Regions from separate parts of the Mus musculus genome. Here all the other regions are linked to region 1. A link is a contact called in public promoter capture Hi-C data. All regions are on one chromosome and are shown on one strand. Each heading gives the region's core, a stretch centred on a gene start, on an enhancer-like site or on the middle of the called end of the contact. The rest is flanking DNA. Distances are from core to core; before and after follow the strand shown.

Region 1 (3,490 bases), core at 131-2,630:
TAATCAGAATATCAACGCAAGTATATATTACCAAGATCTTCTGACATGCTAACAATAAAAAGTATTGGATACCATGTCCTTAATCTCTATTTTTCTGTAATCATTTCAACAGTCAACAAGTAGCTAGCTTCAGTGTGGACAATTGAAGAGAACTTAAATGCATCGTGACATGAGTGTATCAGCCTGCTGAATAATTTCCTTTAAAACTGACTATGTCAAAAAATATGTATAAATGTCTTTCAATAGAGCACAATAAAAGAAAAAAGATTGTTGCCACTTATCAATCCTGTAACCATTTTTAATAACCCCCAATATTTGCATTGTGGGGTGCACTTCCTTATCCACCAGCACGATAAAATACTGTGAGAGACAAGGGGATAATATCTTGCGCTTTTATTAAATTTTTACAAAACTCTCCAGTTATATTTGTTTAGCTATTTGTCTCAGATTAGCAACATTTTGATGATATCTCTAGCTACATTAGAATGCACGGAGACATTGGCACAATGTCAGTGGCTAAGCAAAGCTCTTGCTGGTTTGCAGTGAACAAATTCTTTTCATTTCAAAGGTTTATTATTTCAGAACACTTAAAAATACAGTTACCTTAAACAACAAAAGGATGTCTCAAGTGAGCCCTCTTCCCAGAAACAACAGCCAGTGAAATCAGGTGAAACGTTTGTTTTCAACATAAATGTCTTTTTATGAATTAGAAAGTTGGCCTGATGTTATCCAGTTCAACACAGAAATGTTAGGGGAAATGCTCAGTTGTGACGAAGCTTATCATTTTATGTGATACAATTTTCTTGCTTCTTAGTGGCTGTTTTATCCAGTTATGTTTGAGAACCTTCTTATAGCTCTTTACATATTGCCTGAGAGGGAGTATTTTTCTCACTGAAATTTAAGAGGCCCTCTCCTATTGTTATTTATAGTGGCTTTTTTTTTTCTCTCGTTATGTGTATTTCTGATAATTCGAGTTTTAAAGTAGCTATCAGTTAAGGGCACATGGTCTCATGTATTTTACGAACAATTACTTTTAAAAGCACTTTCAATCTAAAACTTTTCTATACTCAGTCTTTAACATTTTAGTCTAAAATCATGAAAAGATACTAGTATAATATTTCCATAAAGGAAGTATGAATTTGACAGTTGCAGTTATGAGACAGAATACACCTTTCTGCACTGAAAGAAACAAGCTGATATTTGGCTCATAGGTAAGAGCCTTCCAATCTGTAGAAATGATTATGCATTTGTGCCAGCAATACTTTCAAGTAGTTAACCCACAGTACAAATGTAAAGTTACATACCTTTTCTCCATGGTGACTTGCTATTAAAACTGCCATCAACTCCTTTTACTGACTCTTACAACAAAACGGAAAGGAGTAAGGTCACGTGTCCTAAGGGGAGGCCTGTGTTCGTTGCTGCTTAATTTCAGTACTTAAGAAAAAAAAAAAAAAGGCGGGGGCAAAGGGTGAGCAGAGACTTTAAAAAACAACCCACTTCCTGGGTACATGTAGTTAACCACATTATTCCCCTTAGAGTTTGCCTTGCACAGTCAGTCAATAATATCATTATTTATCAATGTTATAGTCAGTTTTCAAGTGTCGTATATTTATATGTGGTGCATCAAGTTATTCTAAAAGAGAAAATGTGATTAAAATTTTAGCCACTGGGTTGGGTTGGGTCAGGGGAGGAACTGGCTGTCAAGAAGAGTGGAAAGTTCCTCTTTCTCTGTCTTCTAGTAAGGCCTGGGTTATCTTATGTATATTCATGCTATCAAAAAAGCACTGCATATCTATTGGGAAACCAAGACCTCAGCTCTAACCCAGTACTGGTACTTGCCACACTTGTGGCTAGACATACAAGAGACTACTTGAGTTAGGTGCAGATGCACCAGAACTTTAGAGCAGGAATCCCAGAGCCAGCAGGTGCCCAGGGAGAGTTGCTCAGAATGCCTGCTATAGCATGAAACAGCATGAAGTTTCACCCTGGCACATTCTCTCTGAGTTTCCCAAGCAGATCTGAAATGCCATGAAAAATATTTGTGCAAACCACACAGCCCTTTAGTCTAACATAAAGAAAACGTCAGAATAAACTGTCCAAGGGCTGTCCTTTGGGCAAGCGCCTGTCCCTCTGATAGCAAGCTTCAGCTGATCTCAGGATCAGCCCTCATGTGTGCATCTACACTGAAAGTCTGCCCCTTAGTTACCAGGCTTAGTAAGGTTTTGAGATTTGCAAGGTATCACAAAAAGGAGATCGGTGGAAGATTTTGAGGGTGGGTTGGTGTCCTTATCCCTCTACTGGGAGTCCCGTATAACGCAGGAGGTAGCCACTCCATATCTGCTACTGTTAGGAGTCTCAGCTACAGTCACCTTCATAGACTGCCTGAGGTCTTCCCAATGCCAGATCTCTGGCATGTCAGAGTCATTCCCCCACCCCATCCCCCACCAGGCCAATTTCTCTTCACTCTCCCGGCTCTCCCTAAACCTACACACCATTCCCCATCCTCTCTCCCCTGCATTTCCCTTCCTCCACCCATCCCCAGTGACTATTTTACTTCCCCTTCTAAGTGAGATTCAAGCATCCTTCCTTGGGCCCTTTTGGTTATTTCACTTCTTTGGCTCTGTTGGATTGTAGCATGGGTATCCTTAAGGCTAATGTCCAATTATAAGTGAGTATATACCATGCATGTCAGTTTTGGTCTGGGTTACCTTACTCAGGATGTTTTGTAGTCCCATCTTTTGTCTGCAAATTTCACGATGTTCTTACTTTTAATAGCTAAGTAGTATTCCGTTGTGTAAATGAACGGCCCTTACTTACTGGCTGATTGCTATGAAGCGACTTCATGATCAAGGCAACTCTTACAAGAGAAAGAATTTAACTGAGGGGTTGCTTAAAGTTTCAGAGGTTCAGTCCGTTATCAACATGGCAGAAAGCAGACAGGCGTGGCACAGGAGCAGAGTCATTTCCTTCCAAATGTGTGAGAAAATAGATCACAGTATCTTCTCATCAGATTAATTGGATGAGAGCTCTGTGGAACACAGAGTTGGGGACTGCTTTCCAATCTCACTCATTCAATTCGCTGTCTAATGTCCTTCCTAAATGGACCTCCTTAGATATATGGGTCCACGGGTACTTTGCTGAGTGTTCACTCTTGGTGTCTGCAAGGAAGTAGGAAGAATGATGATCGACTGGAGGAAAGCTGAATCCAGGCACCAATTTTGCTGCTGCTGCTTAGCCTTGGCCAAGCCATTTACTTTCCTGAAAACTCAGTGAGTTATCCACATAATGGAGCACAGAGATATAAAAATTCTGCTGTAGGGAGCAAAATAAGTAGGTTTAACTAATCTGCACATCTCTAAAAACTATAAGTTTCTTAGTTACTGGCTGATTTCTATGACGCAACTTCATGACCAAGGCAACCCTTACAAGAGAAAGAATTTAAGTGAGAGCTTGCTTAAAGTTTCAGAGGTTCAGTCCTTTATCAACATGG
Region 2 (3,515 bases), core at 762-3,261, 1.5 Mb before region 1:
ACACAGTGATACTATTCAGCCTTACACAATATTCAGAAAATCTCACAATTGCTGAGAGTGGAAAAGGAGCCCTAACTTCTGCCACTGCAGTAGCTGTAAGAGTCTAAACTTCTCCTTGCGTATGCATGCATGTGCACATAAGTGTGTATGCATTCTCGCACATGTGTATGCATGTGTGTGAGCACTATGATTGAAGCTAAATTTCATGCTTGCTAGGCAGTAACTCTACACCGAAGAACATTTCCAGTGCCTACCGTGAAATATTTTTTCACTCAAAACTGCGAGACATTGATCACAATTTATCCTTTAAAAAAGGGGCAATCCAAGACAAAAATAAAGGCAGAAAACCAGAGGAAGAGAAGAAGAAAAGACATGAGGTGGAGGATGGCAAAGGCAGGAACAAACCAGCTCAATACTTAACTTTATTGTTGGAGTGACCTCTCTCTCTCTCTCTCTCTCTCTCTCTCTCTCTCTCTCTCTCTCTCTCTCGGATGGAATGCATTGCTTGTGTGTTCCTAATGTATTCTGTGAGAATCTCATGATAAAACAGAAAAACAAATTTTATCTCATCTATTATGCTGATGATAGCCTTCCTATATCACACTTTCGGATCCAGCATGGTTTCCAGCAGGGCTGCCTCGGGCTGCACAGGTCTGCCAGAGTCTTCCTGGTCAACAGTGCTTACTCTCATTTACCTCTCCCTGCTCCTGCCAAGCATGCAATGGCCACAGACCAGGGCCACACTTTTACATATGTGCTAAAGTTTCCAGGTGGCCTGTTTGTGTTATGATTGTGCCTGGCCTCAAAATAAAAACAAATTGACAATCCCTCACCTCTCCAAAGCCAGTGCCAGATTTTAAATAAAATGTCTAGTAGTGATTTATTGCCAATGCAAACTGCCAGACTGGCATCCTGTCCACTCACTAAACAGACAGATCAGTAAAAGCTATGTCAGCCTTGCCAGTTGCCCTAAGTATGCTCTAGGAACATTCCAAATGTCATGTTTATTCTGTTACCAAATTCCATATTCATGTGCAATAGGAAACAGGATCTCTAGATGACCTTAATTCTGTAATAGAGTGGTCATTCTTCCCTTGGGGACATCCAAGGATCATCTGCGTTCTTCTTCCCTAGACAGGGCACTGACTTGTACACCAAGCAGAGAAACAAAACCAAAAGAAGCTCTTTCCTCCCAGTAACCTCGGGTCAGGGATGAGTTTCCTGTCACTTCCCCAGAGAGCAAACACCTGCCTAGTGATTCACAAGAGATGCTTCTTGTCCTTGCTCTTCATCAAAAAGAACAGCACCCTTAGTCCACCCTGTGCATCTGGAAACGTTGATTTCGCCCATACTTAACTCCATCCATCTGTATTTCTCCCCAGCCATCTGATCTCAGCCTGCTCTAATACAGTGTGTTTGCGGCTTATAGAATTCTGGATCTTCTCTCTCTCCAAGACTGGCAGGTCCCAGAAGATGGCTACATATCTAAACAGAAAAGACAAAAACCTGAAGTTCTCAGTTGGCATTTCTGTAAGATTACCGCCAAGCGAGGCAACCACATAACCTTCTTCCCATCTTACCCAAGCTACCTGAAGTGTACGCTCACCAAGTCAGTGAGAAGAACTCTCCCATGGCTCACCCCAAGCTTCTGTGTCACTTGTACATAAACCTCAGAACTGTCTATATTTCATGAGCCATTGTCTTCATGTATTATTTAATAACCTGTTTAACAGCATGCCTAATTACAAACATTTATTATAGAATTCAACTCTAGAAGTAGATGAGAATGTGCTAAATTGTTTGCTACCTAAAGTTTTAATGAGAGTATAATACCTTCAGCCCATATGCTTCAAGAACGTTATCCTTAATTATGTAACATGGGTATTTTACTGATATCTGTTAACTGCTCAAGCAGCTGTGGTTTTCTGCTATTTTGCACAGCTCAGGAGGAGCAGTGAGTTCAGTTTCCCCTTTTTGGGGGGTTGCAAAATCCATGCCCCAAACAGGTGTGTGCAATCAGGAACCGCAGTGATGAGCCCAAACTGCTGCCTTTCTAAAAATTCCACCAGCCGGTGACACACACTGCTCAAGGTTGCACAAGCTTGTTTTCCACCGGTTATTTTGATGATTCATTCCCCCATGGGGAGGTGAACTTCAGCCATTATTTCTCCTCTCCTGTTTCTGATAATTAGAGGAATCACTTCCTCATTTGATGATCTCTCACTCTGCCTTCCTCCCTCTGTCTTTCTTTAAAATGAGTTCTTACCTTTTGGAAGGTATTGCCCTCTTCTCATAGACCTCAAAGAGTAGGAGAGGTAAAATATCTCTCTCTCTCTCTCTCTCTCTCTCTCTCTCTCTCTCTCTCTCTCTCTCTCTCTCTCTCTCTCTCTCTCTGACACACACACACACACTCAGAACTCATCAGAACTCTTTGTCAACCTGCTGCAGTAATCTGTCTACACAACAAAGATATCATTCATTAAAACTATGACTACTCAAACCTAAGAAGCCTGCGCAGTCCACTTCCAAGCAGTGTCTTTGCAAAGCTGTCCTCTGTGCTCAGGAAACATGGTGGGAATGCCACTCAAGCCTCCTCCATAGTCTTTCAAATGCCAAATGCAGAAATCACTCTCTTTAACAAGACAGTTAGATTTTCATAGACACCAACTGTTTACTGAAAGTCAAGTCTGCTGACAAGTGACAGGAGTCTTCCTAAAAATAAAAACAAGGTTGATTATTAAATGACAAAATTTATGTCTGTAAAAACAAGTACATCAATGCAAAGAAAATCTCAAAGCAGGAGATGTGAAACATTTTCTAGGGTCAGCCTAGACAAGTCAACGTTCCTCCATAAATTTTTGGAAAATCTAGACAACGTAAATTTACCTTCCTATCTTGATTTTTCAAGAAAATGGGGAACTCCAATTAATTTATTCTCTTCCTAATTGAACTATAATTTGCAATTTAATAATGATACATTGTAGGAACTGTTTTCTTAATGCTGCCTAAATAGACACACATGTACATCAACCCATTTCACATTTCTCTAAATATTTTCATAGTGGAAAACGGTGTTCACAATAACAGTGCAAACTGTGGAGTCTGATAATCCAAATACAAGGTGTTGTTTTAACCACACACTGTCACCTTGAGTGGGCGACAGAAACTCTAAGAACTCCAGTTTTCCCATTTGATAAGCATTGGGAAAAAATAGAAACCTCATACAGTGTGCAGATGAAATAGGCTTTAAAATACCTCAACCTGAATACCTGATGATTAATGGAGGAGTGGAGCATCCCTGACATGGTATCATTTTCTGACATGCCCATTTTCACCTGGAAGGGATGTCCCTACCATGCTACCCAGCACCCAGCACAGTACATAGCCCATGATAAACCTAAACGGTTGTTTATTGAACTGAGATAAATGCATTCTTCTGAACACAATAAAAAATTTTAAGTTGGAAATTGAAAGTTAAAGATTTTCAATTAATGTATTGTGAAATTCGTTCAGGG
Region 3 (3,418 bases), core at 235-2,734, 1.2 Mb before region 1:
AACGAATTTGGACCTTAAGTGACTTTATGCTTGTAGCTCTAAATCCTATGCTGACAAGTATGTGAGACAGGTCTTGGGAAATCTGGGCATATTGGCTAGGCAACTCATTTTCTCTGGACTTCAGATCTTAATCAGCAAAATAATAATAAAGACTCCCGGTGATCTTAAGTATACAATTCATGTATAAAATTATGGCTTTTTCCAGATTGATGAATAATAGTAGGCTTTGGGCTTTTCCCCAATATTTTATTCTGTGAAAAAGGATTTACTAGATCCATTTGCCATTTGGAATTCTCATTTTCAGCTTTCTGCATTCACTTTTTTTGTGTTTCCCAATTTGTGTAAAAGTAGATGGACAGATGGTTTATTAGGCTTTTTAAATGCTCGGGATACTGTTGTTCAAGTCAACAGAGGTTTTAAGCTTTGGAGGTCCACATAGAGTGTGGGCTTTGTTTAGAACAGAAGATCGTTTTCACTGTTCAATTTAAGGATAACAATGTTTTCTCACATAACTTTAAGCAACTTGTGGTTGTAACTCCAAAGGCCTAATCAGGCTCTGTTATTTTGGTATGCTTAATGCATTTCTGCACTACAGTCTGTTCCAAGTTGTAGCTTTAAAAATGAAGTTACCAGATAAAAGCATAGACCTACCGTTGCATGTTCTGTCTTTGCATGAATCATTTAATCCACAACGTGATCCCAAATACGAAATCACTAATTCAGACTCACAGAAATGTAAGGGAGATAAATTCCTATTTTTAATAGAAACCATTTAGACTTTCTTGGATTCTTTCTGACTTTTAATTGCTCTGTAGCTGCTCTTGTGGGGACCGCAGATATGTTATTATTAATACTCTAAGATGCATCTGTAATACGTATAGTCTCGACAGCCAAAAGGCTGCATATAAGTTAAGTACAGGAAACGCCAGCATCGGCTAGGAGAGGTCCCGCAAGAATTCCGAGGGGGGGGGGGGGGAAAGCGGGGCGTGCTGACCAATACCTGCAGGAGGGTGTGCACTCGCCTTGCGGGGTCCCCGAGGCTTAGGCGCGCCCGGAAGGACAGGGAAGGGGACTACAGGTGCCGGCTAGCCACCTGCCTGAGAACGTGCGAGCCGGTGAGTCAGCCCCCAGACCTCTCAGGGGAAGAGAAGGCCGCAGCGCGAGCGAGCGGAGGCAGCGACCAGAGGAGTGAGAGAGAGTACGGAAAAGCCGAAGGGGCGGCGGGGGCGCTGGCCTGACTGGAAAGCGTACGCGGGGCCCGTGGGCGGAGAGCAGGTGTGAGGAGCCGCGCCACCGTGGAGAGTTCGCCCAGCACCGCGCGTCCTCTGAGTCACCGACTAGGCGTGGAGGCCGCCGTCCGGGGGCGGAGCCTCAGGCTTGTGGGCGGGGAGGGGCGGGGCGAGGGCGGGGCCGGCGCCTGACGCGCCCCAAGGCCGCGGCAGCCGCAGCGGGGAGGGGCTGCGGCCTCGGTGGCGGCCGCGGGGGAGGGGCTCGGCGTCAGCGCGTCGCCAGCTGGGCTGTCGGTGGCCTGGAGGGAGCCGTGGAGGAGGAGGAGGAGAGGAGGAGGAGGAGGAGGAGGTGAGTCGCCTTGGCTGGGAGCTGCGCTGGCCGCGGGAGGCGGGGAGCGCGGCCCCTCCCTCCCGGCGCCCGCCTCGCGGGGCCGCGCCGCGCGGAGTTCCCAGTGGGGCGGCGGCCGCGAGGAGCGGAGGGGGAGGAGGGCGGAGCCGGGGCCGCGCTTCCCGGGCGCACGCGCGGCCTCCTGCTCTGCCCGGCCGCGCTGTGGCCCCGGGCGATGCTTTTCCCTAGCGCGGAGCTTGGGAAGGGCAGAGTCCAGGCGGACACTGGGACATCGTGCCATGGCTCCCGCGCAGCAAGGCCTGGCCTGCGCTTTCCTACTCGGGATCCACCTCAGGCGGCGAGACCCAACACCTCGCGGCCCCTCATTAGAGGATTCGGCATAGGCCTGATGTTTCCGCAGGATCCCGCCTGACGGGGCTTTCTAAAGCGAGGAAGGGCTCTTGGAGTTAATAAGTCTTTACAACTAACCGAACGACAGCAAAGTTGCATTAATAAATCAGTTTAACCCTCGATCTCGCGATAGGCAGCGTCTGCACCCCAATTCCCACTTCGCGGGGCTCGTGCAACTTTTACAGTCGTAGAACTACCCCTCATTGGATAAGCTTTGAAATAATTCTTAAAGTTAGTGCCTTGAGGCCCTGGGAAGTTCAAAGGAAAGGGCTTACATTTTCCCTCCCATCTGTATCACAGTTAAGGAAATGGAAAACGTGAATTGAAGGCGATCGTTCTCCACGCTGAGGATCATCGTCCCCTCTGTGCCCAGCTTGCGTGACTTAGCACCCCTGAAGTTGACTTTAAAGCTTACTGTAGTGGTTAGGTAAAGGAACTGCTGTGGGGGAAAAGGCAGTATAACTCAACAGAGCCATTTTATTGTGTCTTATTAACCCGTTTACCTTAAGCTTTATCAGTGACAAGAGTTTCATGTTGGAACCCACATACCCAGTGAGATACTGAATTTTCATTAGTACATTCCAGGTTTTGATGTGAAATAGATTCTCAGCTTCAACTGAGAAGAATTATACACTGTTGTCCTTAGGGTCTTGTTCTGTATTTAATGAAACAGTTTAATATTGAGGATTGGGGAAACACATTTTGAATCAGGATACTCCGACAAACTTAAACCATACCTACGAATACACTTTATAGCAACACAGTGTCTTTACTTCTGTTCTGAAATCATGCTGACAGTTTTACCTTATAAATCCTAGACTAATAGGACTCTCTGTTGGTGAGGGACCTCAGCAGTGTTATTCAGCTTCACTATTTTACATTTTCCAGAGATTTAGAAGGAACTAACAGAACTACTTGCCTTTATTAAGGATTTACTAGATGGACCCTTCTGATAGACACTCTTGTACCAAACTTGATCCTGATTTGACCAACTCCCCAGCCCACTGAGAAAGTAAAATGCTTTCCTGACCTCTGCTTCTTTCTCTCTTGATTATGGTATCTTAAAACCTGCCAAGTAATCACTGACTTTCTTTTTTAGCCTCCCTTTCAGATCATGGAAGAATAATTTCTAATTTTGACGAATCAGATACAAGTGATACAATTACTTGCAGTTGGCCAACTATTCTTACATCTATCTCTTAAGTTGAAGCATTTCTTTCTATTTTAGTTTAAAAATTTGAATTTAGTCATTTTCAGGTTTTATTTTTAGGAAACAGGTTCTTATATAGCTTAGGGTCAGAAATTTATTATATAGTTGAGGCTGGTTTTGAACTCCTTATCCTCATGCTCCCACTTTCTACCATGCCAGGGTTTTATTAGTTTTTATTAATTTTATTAGTCATATTCTTTAAAAAACATGTTTAATTAAAAAAAAATTGTGTGTGTGTAT
Region 4 (3,327 bases), core at 309-2,808, 1.4 Mb before region 1:
AAATAAACATGCAAAATACAAAGCCCTGTAGCTCTGGGAGTGTGGCTGTGGCAGCAGCCCCTGTGGTGGCTTTCCCCTCCTTTGAGTGCAATCGCCAGTGACTCTTGCATTCAAAGTCTTGCTGTAGGCACACATTCAAAGCACAGTTCAAAGCAGTTTATCTTAATATGAGTAAAAGTCTAGTGTTGGATCAGGGTATTATTTGTTTCAGGTCTCTTCAGACTGAAAACAGGGGACTATGACATATTTGACAGTATTAAAGCAGAAAAACTGATAAGAGGCAGCTGTTTGGCCCTCTTCAAACCTCCACCTTTTCCTTTATACTGGAGTCTATAGGCTGTGAGACTGGGCATCTCTCTGTGCTCTCGGGTTCTTAAATACTTTCACTATTTAAAATAATGGGGGGGGGTCTCCTAGTATTTTAAGAAATTAAGCCTTAACTGTTGAGGCAAAACAGTTTCTTCCTTTTCCTATAAATACAGAGCATCCTCAAATTTGGCTGTCTTTATTTACTTCTATATTAGTTCCAATTATGTGCAGTGTAAACCAGCTTTTTGATTAACAAAACAGCAGAGCATTGGTTAAGAACACTTAAACTTCAAAAAAAAATCCCCTGGGAAGTGGGCTCTGAATTGGTTAATAATGTGCAGTACTTGCTAAATTGCTGACTTCCAGATGTGGAAAATATCTTTCTTGTTTAGGACCTATGTAACCTGATTGGATTACGACAGAAGCGTCACGTTGGAAGCTTTTTGAGTGATTATTTAATTAACCATACAGTAGAAAGCTGTATTCTCCAGGAAATCCCTTCCATATTTGCATAACCAATCCCTTCAGAGCAAAGGTGGAGTCTTTTCTTTTTAATTTTAGTTTAATTGCAATATCAAAAATATGCACTTCAAAACTTAGACCCCACACAGTTTAGTGTCACCCTCTTCTTTCTTTCGTCCTAAGTTCCTCTGACCTTTCTCCTTCTTCCTCCTGCCCCTGTCCCCTCACTTTGTAATGTGGTCTGCATGAGGTGTAGAGGGGTCCAGAGATTGGCCAGCATAGTACAGCTCTATGTTAACCTAGAGACCCTTTATTAAAATGCCAAACTTTTAATATAGGGATCCAATCCAGAAAATCTCCCCCCCACACACACACACACATACACACATACACTGCACACTGAGATCCTAAGATGCAGTGTACAAGTAGCATTTCCCTCCCCTAGCTCTGGCATCTTTAAAAAAAAAAATGTAATAAGAGAAAGGGCAAGAATTTAGTTCCAAAAACGGTGCTTGAGGTATCCATACAACTTGACGTGCACCTCAAACCTAGTCACCAGAGATATCTGTATAAGACAAGAGATCTGCATGGAAGACCCGAGAGCTTTCCCTTTAACTTTCGCCCCTTGGAGTTCTCCAGTTCTGTGAATGGTGTGCACCGTTTTCCGCCCAGTACTCTGCAGGATTTAGTGATGAGGATAATGATGCCAAAGGCTTGCTTGACGGGGGGGGGGGGGGGGGGGGGGGGCGTGGAGAAGGGAGGGAGGGAGAGAGGAAGGGAGGGAGGTGGAATTTCATTTCTTCCACTAAAGCGTTTGCGGAGACTTCAAGGTATAATCTATCCCAGATCCTTTCCCAGAGAGAAACTTGGCGATCACGTTTTCACATGATGCTCACGCTCAGGGCGCTTCAATTATCCCTCCCCACAAAGATAGGTGGCGCGTGTTTCAGGGTCTCTCTTCTCTCCCCTACAGAAAAGAAAAAGAAAAAAATGTCATTAGAAGAGGCGTAACACGTCAGTCCGTCCCCAGGTTTGTGTTTCCTGGAGTGGCCGAAAAGAGATCAGTTCTAACCTGCTCGGCAGGAATAACGGTCCTGCCTCCAGACACTCTTGGCGAGGTTTTGTTCAGTTTGCTCCGGGAGCTGTTTCTTCGCCTCCACCTTTTTCTCCCCCACACTTCGCGGCTTCTTCATGCTTTTTCTTCTCACCATTTCTGGCCAAAACTACAAACAAGACTTCACAGGTAGGTTTCCCACCCCCCCCTTCTTTTCCTCCTCTTTTTATCCTTTTTTGGTGCTCTTGCCCCCCACCCTCCCTCTCTAATTTTCTCATTTTGAGTGGGAATGTTAGTCTGAAGTGAGCCGGGTGTCTCTGGACAGGAATTTCAGGTGGTTTTAGCTCTTTGGTGGCAGGCTTTCTTTTCCCAAGAGTGGCTTCTTTGCTTTCTCATGCCTTCCCTTACTCTCTCTTTCCTTTCCTCTCCCTTTTTCCCCTTCCCCCAGTAATTCGCCCTGTACCTGTCCATTCAGGTAACCAAAGGTGTTTTTTGCTACATAGTCTAGGAAAAGTTTTGTTGAGAACTGAATGGCTGGGGTAAAAAACTCATCAAGTGGAGAGTTTCTACTGCTTTGTTCTCACACCGACTTTCAATTCATTATATCAAGCAATTAAAACTTGGCAAATACCTGTTAATAATTATAAAACTTATTCGAGAAAGACCTACCAAATTCGGGAGCAAGTCCTTCTCTTAGATCTGGCAGACTAGTCTAACCTTTCCCACCGGAGAAGGCTGTTTTCTAAGCAGAAACTTGACTGTTTTTGTCTGCCTAGCGAGTTTCATTTCTTTATTTCATTCTTTGTGTGTGTGTGTGTGTGTGTGTGTGTGTGAAGTAACACCTCACTTCTGTGATTATAAATAAAGAAGTGAAAGTTCTCTTGGAACTTGAGTCGTTTACCAAAGTGTATGGGAGAGGGGGGGTCGCAACAGCTGGGAAGAAAACTGCTGTCAGGATAATAGGGTTAAAATTAGGGTAACTTTTGATATTTTATTTTAAATGACCAAGTAATATACACATCGATTTTTCATGGAACTCCTCTCTCTCTCTCTCTCTCTCTCTCTCTCTCTCTCTCTCTCTCTCTCTCTCACACACACACACACACACACACACACACACACACACCACACCACACCACACCACACCACACCACACCACACCACACCATTCCAGACTTTGGGACTGAAAAGTCGGAGTTCAAGAGTCACAGGCACAGTGCTGAGCTCAGCTAACATAAACGTGTTTATCTCCCACCTACTTACATGTTTCACATGCTAACCCTGTAATGATGAGGGCAAGATCGCTTACTCCAGAGTTAAGACTAACATTCACAAATAAAGTTTACAGCACAAATGCCATGTCTTTCCCTCACACACACACTGGCTCATAAAACTAGCAACTTATTTTATTAAATATATATTTTATATGCAGTGGTTTGTAAGTCTCAGCAGAAATACAGACAGACAGCTGTTTCATCCCACAAGCTTGTGTGACCATTTCT
Region 5 (3,152 bases), core at 209-2,708, 1.3 Mb before region 1:
ACATGACAATTGGAAAACATTTTGTTTTCTTCCTATCTAGAGTATATGTTTCCATTATAAATATACAAAATAAGACAATTTTGCTGGTAAAAAATAAATAAATCATAAATATGGAAAATATGGAATCAGCTTCAAGTTTGTACATAGCATAGCACCGAGTCTCCATAGTATGTCATGTTGTACGCTTAATCTCCAAGCTAATCTATTAGTACTTCAACGGCATTATCCCAAACAAGGAAACATGGTTTTCTTCATGCTGGAGGCAAGGCCAGGCCTTGTCCAGCTCTGTTGAGCAATATCCTCAACCAAAAAAAAAGGGGGGGGGAGAGGGGAATTTAAAAATAAATATCTAAATCCTGAAGGAACTATTAACTGAAACAGGAAAAAATAAGCAAAAGGAAAACTTAGGTAAGTTGCTTAGCATCCTGATGTCTATACCTCTGTAGAATCCATTTGGATTCTATGTTCAGATAAATTGAGAGATGAGACTGAATATGGTGGAAGGTAGTCACATAACTTTGAGTTTTAAAACATTTTTTTTCAGATTTATTTGTTCTTATTGTATGTGTATGAGTGTATGAATGTTTTACTTCCATGTATGTATGTGGACTACATGGTAGAGTTCAGAAGAGGGCATCAGAGCCCCTGGAACAATGGTTGTCAGCCACCAAGTAGATGCTGGAAACCAAACCCAAGTCCTCTGCCATAGCCACAAGTGGTCTTAACTGCTGAGCCATCACTTCAACCCAAACAGACAACGACAGACCACCAAGACATTAAAGGTTTTAAATTCTTCAAGCTAGATAAACACAGGTCCTGAAGCAACCATACAACTTGTCCCACTGACACACGTTGAGCCCTTGAGCAAGTTGCTGCCCATATGCCAGTCCTTAAGCCCAACTTCCTTCTCTTTCGACTGCAGTGGGGTCAGTTTGACTTGGCCTTCCTTCTCTCCTCCTTTCCTCTTCCCTTCCTGAAAAGCTGTTTCTGTAAAATCAAATGAGTAAGAAGATGGCATTCCTACACCACAGTCCTCTACGAAGAAGTTAGACATCCTGTTTTGACTTGAATTTATGCCTCAGAAGCAGAAGAGGGAACGGAATCAGGGATTATGTCCAGGTTACAACATCAGCTAATTTGACGGAAAGGTAGTTACATTTATTTTTTCATCTTTGTTTACTTATTTACAATAGTTTGTGCCTTTTGTAAGGATTGTTCTGGAGACAGAGAGAAAAAGAAATGTGATCTGTTCTCAGTCTCAGGAGATTAATGCACACATACAGTTCTTAGTATACATTCATAATGGGCTCAAACACAGAAAATGAGTTCTTTTTTTTTTTTTAAGACACACATGAGATTCCAAAAATGAGACAATCTTCAGGGAATGATAGTGTGTATCCTCCACGTGATTTCCCTGAGAGAGGTCCCTGCACTTCTTCTATGGGGAAGCTGTACTGGCCAGGGCTGCTATGAGGAACCCTGACTCATGGTGACTGTGACCATAGTGATTGAAAATAGACAGGAGGGAACTTCACAGTCAGGTGACTTCTTTCTAACTACAGCAAGTTCTCAGATCCCTGGGCTGGCCCAAGATGAGAGAGCAGTTAATAAGGAGAGCTTGGCACCCTGTGCCTCTGTCTGGTTGACACCCACGGGATTGAGAAATCTGCTAGTTTGCATACTGGTACAATGCTGGAGCTTAACCCCTGGCCACTGTATGGATGACAGGTGAGAGCCAGATTGAAGGCCAAAGGGGTTGCTTTTGATCTAGGAAGGCAGTGCCAGAGTTACCTCAGGGAAATCTGCTGTGTAACCCAACGAAATCTATTAGCTGATCAATTCTGAATATATACGCCAAGGATTTTTTTTTTAAATATCAAAAACGACCCATATTGAAGAATTTGCACAAATTCCCCATTTAAGTCAGTATTAACCATGATAGAAGCAATCAGGCCTGATCCTAGAAAGAAATTAGATCTTTCAAACCTGCCTAATTCCCACTGCAGTTGCTTGAGGAAAATTGAAATGAAAGAAGGGATTTATGATTTTTTTTTAAGCTCAAAAATCCCACATACTGATTTCTGACTAAGACCAGTACTGGCCAGGGCTGGAGCCGTCCTTCACCCGCACATTACTTCACTTACAGATTAAACTGTTGTTTCCTTTTCTCTTATACTACTACAGGCGAAATACCTAGGCAAATGCACTCTGCTAAAATAACTTTACGGTTGTGACACAGTTTGACAAAGGCAAAAGAAACTACGAGTCAGGGCTCAAACCCCATCCTCGGCCAGTTCCAACTGTGGAAAAGAAAATGCTTTAAAACAGAACAGCCTTGGAATAATCCCGAAGTTTTTGAGGCAGCCTCTGCACTGTCTAGTGTCTTGAACTTTGGGTTACATAAAAGAGTTGTAATATGTATGCTCACAGCAATGTGGTCATGGTTTTGTTAAGTGTTGCTTGCAAAAGACATTCCCTTGGTTTTACTTGTGTTTGTTTTTGCATGACTTGATTTCTTTTAAAGGTTCTGTAAATGTAGCTGAAGATAGTAACTTATTGGAAGTGAATAAGTTCCCTTGAAATATCCCTTAAGTAATAATAATGGCTTCCTTGGCTATAGTCACTTGATACTTATTGCTACTACAGAAGTGATATACAGAGGATAGTCTGTCTGTCTGTCTGTGTGTGTCTGTCTGTGTGTCTGTTGAAATAAAACCATTTTTACCCAAGTTCCATATTTACTACCTGTATGCAAATTATAAATCTAATAAAGAGGTCGTACATCATTTTTATTAAACCTATGTCCTCCACAAATAGTGTTTACATAGAAGAATATAAAGTTTATTCCCTCCTGGGAAACATTTTGAAAAAATATAAGTTGTATTTTGAGACTTAATCAATTTGCCTTCTCTCTTCTGGCATTTTAATTGAAACCTCCAAAGGGTGTGCTTCCTCCTCAAAGCATCAGAAAACAACTATCAGTTGTGCAGTTATAACGTGAACTCTTAATTTTCTTTCAATGAAGCAGCAGATAGCCAGCCCGTAAATTTTCCTTATATTACTATGAGTCTGCAGTGCTATAAATTCAAAACAGTGTGCAGGTTGGTGGAAATTGAGGTCCAGGCAGCAAGGCATGTCCATAAACTTTTCTC

What was found. Promoter capture Hi-C pulls out the DNA fragments that hold promoters and counts their contacts.
Region 2: a promoter capture Hi-C map of pre-B cells shows a contact between it and region 1, with 6 times the contacts expected there. The contact joins the enhancer-like site here to the promoter of Arhgap15 in region 1. A contact is called at or near these places in 5 of 39 promoter capture datasets (the C10 cell line, cranial neural crest, pre-B cells and 1 more) and 2 of 115 datasets of contacts at active chromatin or transcription factors (the 230-238 cell line and large pre-B cells).
Region 3: a contact with region 1 is called in a promoter capture Hi-C map of pre-B cells, with 2.6 times the contacts expected there. The contact joins the promoter of Gtdc1 here to the promoter of Arhgap15 in region 1. A contact is called at or near these places in 7 of 39 promoter capture datasets (the 3T3-L1 cell line, the C10 cell line, the HPC-7 cell line and 2 more), 1 of 484 Hi-C or Micro-C datasets (pre-B cells) and 8 of 115 datasets of contacts at active chromatin or transcription factors (the 230-238 cell line, the SCID.adh cell line, T-cell acute lymphoblastic leukemia and 5 more).
Region 4: a contact with region 1 is called in a promoter capture Hi-C map of pre-B cells, with 4 times the contacts expected there. The contact joins the promoter of Zeb2 here to the promoter of Arhgap15 in region 1. A contact is called at or near these places in 6 of 39 promoter capture datasets (the C10 cell line, the HPC-7 cell line, HPC-7-derived erythroid cells and 3 more), 4 of 484 Hi-C or Micro-C datasets (the HPC-7 cell line, LSK cells, pre-B cells and 1 more), 7 of 115 datasets of contacts at active chromatin or transcription factors (the 230-238 cell line, bone marrow-derived macrophages, embryonic forebrain and 3 more) and 1 of 9 other capture datasets (liver).
Region 5: a contact with region 1 is called in a promoter capture Hi-C map of the HPC-7 cell line, with 4 times the contacts expected there. The contact joins the enhancer-like site here to the promoter of Arhgap15 in region 1. A contact is called at or near these places in 4 of 39 promoter capture datasets (the HPC-7 cell line, hippocampal neurons and pre-B cells), 1 of 484 Hi-C or Micro-C datasets (the G1E-ER4 cell line) and 1 of 115 datasets of contacts at active chromatin or transcription factors (microglia).

The regions. Positions count from the first base shown.
Region 1 is chr2:43,746,714-43,750,203 of GRCm38.p6, reverse strand. It overlaps Arhgap15 (Rho GTPase activating protein 15), which reads right to left and starts at 1,380. Exons shown (of 14, transcript NM_153820.3): 1 at 1,305-1,380. The coding sequence starts at 1,315. The region is part of intron 1 of Gm39804 (a long non-coding RNA gene); the gene reads left to right.
Region 2 is chr2:45,278,172-45,281,686 of GRCm38.p6, reverse strand. It overlaps Vis1. Among named protein-coding and RNA genes, the nearest start is that of Gm13479, 110 kb to the left of the region's middle. Within about 2 kb of position 2,011, at least 71 of the 459 cell types and tissues checked have an H3K27ac peak or open chromatin away from gene starts, as enhancers often do. A contact at or near this core is called in the 230-238 cell line and pre-B cells, where this site is marked.
Region 3 is chr2:44,925,302-44,928,719 of GRCm38.p6, reverse strand. Gtdc1 (glycosyltransferase-like domain containing 1) reads left to right here and starts at 1,484. Exons shown (of 11, transcript NM_001362987.1): 1 at 1,484-1,578.
Region 4 is chr2:45,111,510-45,114,836 of GRCm38.p6, reverse strand. Zeb2 (zinc finger E-box binding homeobox 2) reads left to right here and starts at 1,558. Exons shown (of 10, transcript NM_015753.4): 1 at 1,558-2,014. It overlaps Zeb2os (zinc finger E-box binding homeobox 2, opposite strand), which reads right to left. Exons shown (of 3, transcript NR_110572.1): 2 at 1,844-1,994; 3 at 750-1,738.
Region 5 is chr2:45,047,862-45,051,013 of GRCm38.p6, reverse strand. All of the region lies in intron 2 of Zeb2 (zinc finger E-box binding homeobox 2), which reads left to right. Among named protein-coding and RNA genes, the nearest start is that of Mir5129, 26 kb to the right of the region's middle. Within about 2 kb of position 1,458, at least 88 of the 459 cell types and tissues checked have an H3K27ac peak or open chromatin away from gene starts, as enhancers often do. A contact at or near this core is called in the G1E-ER4 cell line, the HPC-7 cell line and microglia, where this site is marked.